Regions from separate parts of the Mus musculus genome. Here region 2 is linked to region 1. Evidence: chromatin contacts called from public Micro-C data. All regions are on one chromosome and are shown on one strand. Each heading gives the region's core, a stretch centred on a gene start, on an enhancer-like site or on the middle of the called end of the contact. The rest is flanking DNA. Distances are from core to core; before and after follow the strand shown.

Region 1 (4,260 bases), core at 1,641-4,140:
ATGAAGCTCAAATCCTTGAAATCCCTTAGATGAATGCCAATCTGAATAGTTAGACAATTTTTTAAAAGAAGAGAAGGAGGAAGAGGAGAAGGAGGAGAAAGAAAGACAACTAGATATGAATCCATGTAAGTCAACCTGGAAAGTAGATAAGAGACTCAACACAGCCCTCAGCAATTATATGGTGTCCAGTGAGGAAATAAATGAAGACTAACCAAATGAAGGTGTGTACACTCTATTCAGAGGTTGTTACTAAGTAGAGAAGCCAGACACTGCCACAGCATTTGGCAAAACTCAGAGGTAGGCAGGAGAGAAGGAACATTGTATGGAGGGGAAAGAAACAGCTCTATGCTTGCCCATCGGGACGTCTGTTGGCCTAAGGAAGCTGAAGCAGGCTTACTAGAATCATGGTATCTTACATGACTAGTTAGGGATATATATTTGACTTTCCCTGGTTGGTCTTAAACTGGAAGTACAGACAACAATTATGGAAGCTGTCAGACAGTACTCAAATCTCGGCCATTTGGGGCCAATCGTATGATTGTTTGCCTTCCTGGAGCAGCTGATAGAGGAAGTGACCTGACTTCCTGCTAGCCTGAAAGGAGACGGCAGGCTGACTTCCTCTGCTGATTCCTCTAAATGATGGCTCTGTTCTCCCGGCTGGTTGCTCCAGACTGTGAGTCAGAGCTCTATTTTCATACACGGTCTGGCCTTTGTCCTTTCTTAGACTCAAATTCTCACCAGGAGAGCACATTTCTGGAAGATGGGAGCAGTCCTGAAGCCAGTGTACTCCGTGTCCTCCCCTCTCCTCTTGCCATTGGCTAGCTGGGCCAATTACATCACGTTTCTTGACTTCCTTTTAGCTCTCAGTTCCCTTGTGTATAGCATAGACATACAGCAAATGGGTCAGTGGGTAAAGGCACTTACCACTAAGCCTAATTAGCTAAACTCAATCCCGTGCCCCACATGGTAGGAGAGAACAGATTGTTGAAAGCGGTCCTCTGATTCCCACATGCATGTCACGGTATGCACGTGCCAACACATATGCACACACCAAATAAATAAAGAAAGAAATAAATGTAATTTTTAGTGGAGATAAGAGTCTAAAATCGAAATACGGTCTAAATAACACAGTTTCCATAAAAGCTTGGCCTGGTCACCTTGGGGGTGACCAGTCAGTAGCATCTGCTCTACTGCTGCCCCAACTTTAAATCTGTTCACCAGATTCAATGCAACAACTTAACCTAATAAAGGAGATAAAATTCCAGAGAGCAACATTTCAGGAGAAGGCCTATGATGAGGTTTGCTAGGCCATTAAGAATAGATGAGTGGTCCTGGTAATGACAAAAAGATTCATCAGGAAAAGGTATGTGAACTCCAGGGTGGAAAAAATAACACCAGAGAATTGCCTTTAATGTCCTTAATATCTTACGTTTAATAACTAGTCTGTCTGAAATTAAATGTGTTTTCTTATATGGCAGCAACATGAGAGGGTTGCAAGGGAACCGGGCATAAGGTAGAGAAGGGGTGGTTCCGTGAGTGCCTGGTTGGATGACTCTTGGACAGCACAAGCTAAGATTCAAGAGAAGCCTTGTGTCCTATGTGACTGGCAAGGGGTGTTCATTTGGCTGTGCTGTGAAGTGCTAGATGCAATCATCAGACTCACAAAGAAAGGAAAGGGGAAGGGAAGGGAGAGAAAACAATCTGCAAAGTTGAAAGTTACAGAAAAAAGAAAAAAGAATGCTGTAAAAACTTCATAACAGCCTCAGAGACAGGCACTCCATGACAGGCAAGAAAACCATGGAGCAGAGGGCACGAACCTTATGGGCAGTCAGAATTCAAGGGAAGGCTTAGCAGCTAAGTAGAATTTGGAGAGGGGTGACGGTAAAGGGGAAAAGATGAAAGAGCAAGAGAGGGGAGGGGAGGGGAGGGGAGGGGAGGGGAGGGGAAGGGGAAGGGGAAGGGGAAGGGGAAGGGGAAGGGGAGGGGAGGGGAGGGGAGGGGAGAAGAGAAGAGAAGAGAAGAGAAGAGAAGAGAAGAGAAGAGAAGAGAAGAGAAGAGAAGAGAAGAGAAGAGAAGAGAAAGAGAGGGGAGGGAAGAGAAGAGAAGAAAGAAAGAGAGGGGAGGGGAGAGAAGAGAAGAGAAGAGAAGAGAAGAGAAGAGAAGAGAAGAGAAGAGAAGAGAAGAGAAAGAGAGGGGAGGGGAGAGAAGAGAAGAAAGAAAGAGAGGGGAGGGGAGAGAAGGGAAGGGAAGGGAAGGGAAGGAAGGAAAGGGAAGAGAATTTGAATGTTTTCCTTCAAAGCACAGAGATATAGACGTGTGGTTATAGTAATGAAAAGCTTTTAAAAATCGGTAGCAGCAAGAAAAAGTTCATATGCCTCAAAGTTCATGTTCAGTCTTCCCTGTTAGCTATTGGCATCATCTATTTGAACACTTAGGGGACAGTTGTATTTTTTATATTAATTGTAAGTTTCTCTAAAGTGTTAAGTCATTTTCCTGTGGGAGAAGGTGCTTTCCAAAGGCTTCTGTTTTTAGCAAAGGGCTCTGTTTTTAACAGAACCAAACTTGAAGCTGTCATCCCCCACCCCCACTCCCACCCCATCCCGCAAAGATCCTAAGGACTTCGGCTAAGCAGCTCACACTGAGACAACCTTCATTCAGACAGCCTGGGTTTGTGAGAAAGGAAAAGAAACGTTCGGTTGATTTAATGAGAAGGCCTGTACCTTCTGGAGTGTGCAAGTTGCTAATAAATTGCATTTCTTCCTTTTATAAAGTACATTGCTAGTGTGGTGTTTTGGTTTGTGGTTTATGATAGGTGATATAGTTTCAAGGTTTGAATATGGGTTTCATTAATCCTTAATTCATCCCTCTAACAGAAAGGATGGAACTGGCTACCCTTGGTGCACAGCGCCCTCTAGTGGATGAAATAAAGTCTCTTATTTTGCATAGCTTAAGAGAATCCTATGGCTGCTAAATAGCAAAAGCAGACTCTCCCGGCCCTGTATAGGGGAGATTCTGACTGTATACACCGTCTGAGAATACAAAAGGAGGTCACACATACCTAAAGTGATCTGAAAGACCCAGGCCCTCACAGTAAAGGATAAAAGGCTCAGGACTTCCGCGACTATACATTTGTTAAAAATCTGAGGATGGCAGCCTAAGGCTGTCTGCACTCAGAAGTCTAACCAGAGAACTAAGGTAGACAGACAAATTTAATTTCACCATACGGGTGCAGGAATTCAAACAGAGCCACGGTGGCTTAAAGAAAATGATGTCACACACTTGATATTTACAACAGCTCCCGAGGTTAGACCCTTCTCACTCAGCCTGCCAAGCCACCAAATTGTAAAATGTATAGATCCCAACAAATGGGTGCTTGAAGGGATGGAAAGTTGATCTAGATAAACGGCTTCTACATGGTGGGAAGGAAGGAAGGAAGGAAGGAAGGAAGGAAGGAAGGAAGGAAGGGAGGGAGGGAGGGAGGGAGGGAGGGAGGGAATGAAAACCTATTCACAAGAGCCAGAAAATGGAGTCAGCCTTGGTTTTCATCAGCAGATGAATTCATATAGAAATGAATAATCTATAGACAGTGGAGTTACGTTCAGTCATGAAGAATGACATTATTTCATTTAGGAAAATATATGGGGCTGAAGGTGAAGCAAGACTTGGAAAGACCAACACTACTTGCTTTCTCTCATGAACAGAAGACCGTGAATGTTTTAAAGCAAGCCTAAGAGTGGGAGGAGGTGTTTGAGTTGAGAAGGAGTCCTGGGGGTGGGGGAAGGAAGGATTCAGGAAGGTGATGGAAGGGTAGATGTAATCAAAGCACATTATACAAACGTATGAAAATGTCATCATGAAATCCTCTATTTTGTGTAATTAGGATACAGTAATGAAAGCTTAACTCGCCAGATTCTCTTCTCCTCCTCACCAACCGACAGTTCTAGCAAATAAAGTTTCACCCATCCATGATTGGTCCTTTACACACTGACCATGGGTGTTCCTGAACTAAAAGGGCACAACTGAGTAGTGAGAAAATAAAGGAGACAAAGTCTAAAACACTTGCCACAGTGAGCTTTATGCAAAAAAAAATCAGCATCAACTCTAAATGATGGAGGGATGCTTGAGAGAAAGCAGCACGGAGTGATTTTCCCCTTGCTATGTGAAGGCTGTGTCATGCAAAAAAATGAAATAAGCCTCCTCATCTCAAACCACTGTGGTTTTGCCACACCAGCGTCTGAATGTGACCTGAGGAGGCACAGA
Region 2 (4,246 bases), core at 559-3,058, 430 kb before region 1:
TGAGCAGATGGTCTCTAAAGCTCTTGTTTTCCCTTTGAATTTAATTTCTTCCTGCTTATAGCGGGATTACGAAAATCATTTGAAAAGAGACAATGAAATGTTTTCTATAAGTTGTAATAATCGTTATCTTGATGACTGCTCTGTCCTCAAGGTATTGTGGAGGAGAGACTGGACACTTGGATACCAGGTCGGGAATCTTACCTGATGTGTCCACAAAGAGAGATCAACGCTGTCTGTCAAGCCTAGCAAGTTGGGTCCCATGCATTCTGATCTAGACTAGGCTAAAGTTCATCTTCGTGAAATCTGAGACCAAAATGACGGGAATGAGCCAGCTGTATATGAGAATGCATAGGAGACATTAGCCTCTTGTAGAAAACATCATTTTCAAGGGCTTTAAGGGCTTTTTGTTTCATTTCACTCAGAAGCATTAATGAGCTAATTATCTTCTCACGAAAGGAAGCCCAGAGGACCTCAACTTAGCAATACTCAGTTGCTCATCAGCTTGGGGATAACATGTAATGAAATTATGTCATATTAAAAATGACTGTAATTCAGAGCCTTCCCTAACTTCAGGAGGGCTTCCAATATGGGTTGAGTAAGGAGACTGACACAAGGTGGTTTGGGGTTTACTTAAGAAAAGTATCCCCAGTAAGGCAAACAGAGACTGAATTTGCCACCTTTCTTAATGGGCAATTATCATACTTAAAGGTATCTGTCTATAGGAAGGTTCAATCAGACAACAGAAATGTGGGGGTTGATACCATCTTTTGGTCCCAACTCTATCCTACAAACAAGTTGAATATATAGATATTAGCCCACCTTCAACATTTTCAGGACTCAAGACTGAGACTATAAATAGAAGCCTACCTCCTAATTGTCCAGGGTTTTAACAATTGTATGGACTTTGAAAAATAAGCATGATTTTATAGTCTCTGGACCATTAGTCCAGTAAATTGAAGGCTATGTTTACATTTCGAACCCCAAGGCACATCAGAGGGCTGTTCTTAAACATGGCTGCACAGGACACATTAGCATCTGGCCTGCTACAGACCCACCTTTTCTTCTGGTCCTAGCCTCATCTGGTACTGTGAAGATCATCTGGCATTTGTGGTGTACATATCTCTAGGCTCACATTTTCTAGCTGATTTGTCACCTCCCGGCTCCCACACTGGGGATTGAACCTTGCATATACTAAACAAGTACCTTACCACTGAAGTAATCCCTAGTCCCAGGTTCATATTTCCAGACTTCAGCTCTACCCTTCCTTGCAAAGAGTTCTTCCTTCACAATCTTCGAGCTCCAAGGACAGAACTGTCCATTGTAATCTTTCTTCGTAAGAACAGGAACTGGGACTTTTCTGTGGAGGAAACTCACTCAGAATCTGTAAGTGGACTCAGAGTAGGACATTCCAAGGTGACCATTTAGAGGAATATCATTCAGAAGGTGCAGGGCAGGGAAATGTTCCTAGAGATGTTTATTAGCATGATGTGATATTCAGAGTCACCTATAAGTTCATTAAACCTTGGCACTCTTCACTGTAATATAAGTCTATAACCATATGTGGGCTAGGGTAGGGGGAGCCTCACAGGGCAAGACAGGCTCTTACCATAGCATTATGAACTGGGCAAGTTGTACCTGTTTGGTGATCTTGGTAGTTACCAATAAGGAAGACAGGGAAAAGATTCTGTTGAGTATCATAAGGATGCAAGTATCTATAGATTTGCCCCCCGTCCTCGGAGCTTACAGTCTATCTGGAAAGACCTCAGTCAGAAGTGTGCTACAGAGATGAAAGCCACAGGGACAAAGGAGAGACAGAAGCTAAATCAACAGTCAGCATTTCCATGAAAGTTGTTAAATACTAAGAAAGACTAAGTAAACCAGCCAGTCTTCCTGGACAAATACGGGAAAAGTTCTGCAACTCTTCTCAATCAGCGCTCATGACACTCATTGAAAGATGATCACCTTTATAGTCCAGGGAACATTCTGGGACTGAACAGGTTAACATTTTGGCTTCCATTCCTGGGCAAATCTAATGCAAACAGGATTAGGAGTAGAAAGGTTGCGTTCCCACTTCTCACACCGTGTGCCAACCCATCTGCCCACATGAACGTCTATTTAAAAGTGAAGCCAACCACACTAGCCCTGTCCTCACCTGTCCTTCTGATCCCTCATAGCAAGTGTGGGAGATGGGGGGAGAGCCCACAACTTGTTCCGAAAATTTGAGCTCCTGTGCAATTTCCAGTCGTGTGTCTGCTTGGAGGCACACAGCCAACAAAGCCATCAATCTGGCAGTTCTTTAAAGTTGACCCAGTATATATTTGCTAGGCCATTTGCGCCATCTGCCATGCAAATGTCCATTAAAGAGATAGCATTAAGTCGTGGGAATAGCAGGGTTAAAGTGCCATTTAGCGGGAATGTACCAGTTCCAGCAGCAACTGTCCAGGAGAGAACAAAGAGCTGGGAGAGCCAAGGGCAATAAAAAGAGGAGAAATGTATGAGCAAGCAAGGCTCCTAACCTTGCTTTCTCTTCACCCCAGGCTTACGCCTTCATGGTACCTTTACAGACATGAGCCTTAACTAAAAATGGTCTGCTCTGTACAACTGCACTGAATGCAAACACTTATTCTAGCCAGCTAGCTATGTAACTGGGGGAGCTAAAATAAGCTAAAGGGTGGAATTGTGGCGTTATGTTTTTATGTTTTCCTCCTTAAAAAATGTATATACAATAAGATTACACATGGAATGCATATATATATATATATATATATATATATATATAATGGAAAGCATCACCCATAATAATTTCATCCTCCTGAGTTTGTTCTCTTATATCTCTGGGTATCACCTTCTAGTTCTGATCTATATATGACCAATAGTGTTACTGTGTGTTGAGTCCTTGCTGCAAAATGTTGGGTATTAGCCTCTGATTATATATTTTGCTAATGTTTATGACAATGTTAAAAAGGTGATATTTTCCTCCAGTTTTATAGATGCACTAAGTAAGGTTTGAAGGAGTATTATTGTGATAGTTCAAGAAACAGAGCTTATAAACAAAAGACAGTGCCCCAAATTGGTTCACCTACTTCAAATATCCACGCTCTCAGCACTGTAGCCATGCCTAAGAGCACACGCACTCATTTGTTATGGCTGACATGGAACAATACAAATCGGTTTTGGCTTCGCTTTCTTCAGCTACCAGAAAGCCATATTTTTCATGCTTTTATCTTCTGCACTTATCACTTCTAATAGCTGAATAAATATCTACATATTGATATTAATTTATTAAGCACTATATTTAAGCACCTCATATTTCATCCTCATGCCTTCCTATGCAGAGCTAATGCTACAATGACCTTATTGATTCACAGAGGATGTTTTGCTTCTCTGGTCCTATTTCCTTAGGATGCCTTTCTGGTAATAGGCTACTCGGTCAAGAACTATGACATGGTGACTCTGAGCACATTTATCACTGATTTTCAAAAGTACTCCATTGGAAAGCTACTACATATATATATATATATATATTCACAACAAACACACCAGGGTTAGATGTTTCATTGATCTTTTTTCCTTTCTGCTTCGTTTGGTGCTAAGTGACCCTGCAAGTTGCATTGGTCTGCATGCTTTACTCCAAAGTAACAATAGGTGTCCCCTGTCTATGTGGCTACTGCCCTTACCTTGTCTCCTCCAGATGTTCTCTCCCTCGCCCATCTGCCTCAGAGCGCCTGTGCAAATATAACTTCAATCTTTATGTGGATTAACACTCTGTCTTCTTTCCTTTATTCTTGAGGGTGTGCCTGACAAGGAAATGCTAGGCTGACATATAAAACTCTCTCCAGAAGGTGCCCAAAACACAAATAAGCAGAAGGTCATAACATGAACAAACTATCCAGAAATATGGATGCAAATATCAAAAGAAACAGCTGAAAAGCTTATTTGTAGATTTTGGGGTACATGCATGTTTGGGGGACAGAAAAGGGGGTCACCCTTTATCTGAGGTCACATGTAACTATTTGACTGTACTATGCAGCAATTACAACTGGTGGGAACAAGGAGAAATGAACTTCTAAATTCTCCTCAGTAAATGAGTTGCAGGCGAGCATGATGCCTTATGCTCCTGCTTGAAAAAAATAATTCCAATTAAACTTTCTTCGCCCCTAAATTAATTTACATTTTGCAACTCCTTCCCATTGCTCACAGCCATGGGATGCTGTGAGGAACGGGGTAAATCTAGCCAAATCGTGAT

The links. A called contact is a pair of places that touch in the nucleus more often than the background predicts.
Region 2: a contact with region 1 is called in a Micro-C map of the AtT-20 cell line, with 3 times the contacts expected there. The contact joins two enhancer-like sites. A contact is called at or near these places in 7 of 484 Hi-C or Micro-C datasets (the AtT-20 cell line, cerebellar granule neurons, embryonic fibroblasts and 3 more) and 1 of 9 other capture datasets (embryonic stem cells).

Annotation. Positions count from the first base shown.
Region 1 is chr10:91,296,656-91,300,915 of GRCm38.p6, reverse strand. No RefSeq gene overlaps it. Among named protein-coding and RNA genes, the nearest start is that of 4930534H03Rik, 78 kb to the right of the region's middle. Within about 2 kb of position 2,890, at least 4 of the 459 cell types and tissues checked have an H3K27ac peak or open chromatin away from gene starts, as enhancers often do. A contact at or near this core is called in the AtT-20 cell line, where this site is marked.
Region 2 is chr10:91,730,318-91,734,563 of GRCm38.p6, reverse strand. No RefSeq gene overlaps it. Among named protein-coding and RNA genes, the nearest start is that of Gm31592, 160 kb to the left of the region's middle. Within about 2 kb of position 1,808, at least 6 of the 459 cell types and tissues checked have an H3K27ac peak or open chromatin away from gene starts, as enhancers often do. A contact at or near this core is called in the AtT-20 cell line, where this site is marked.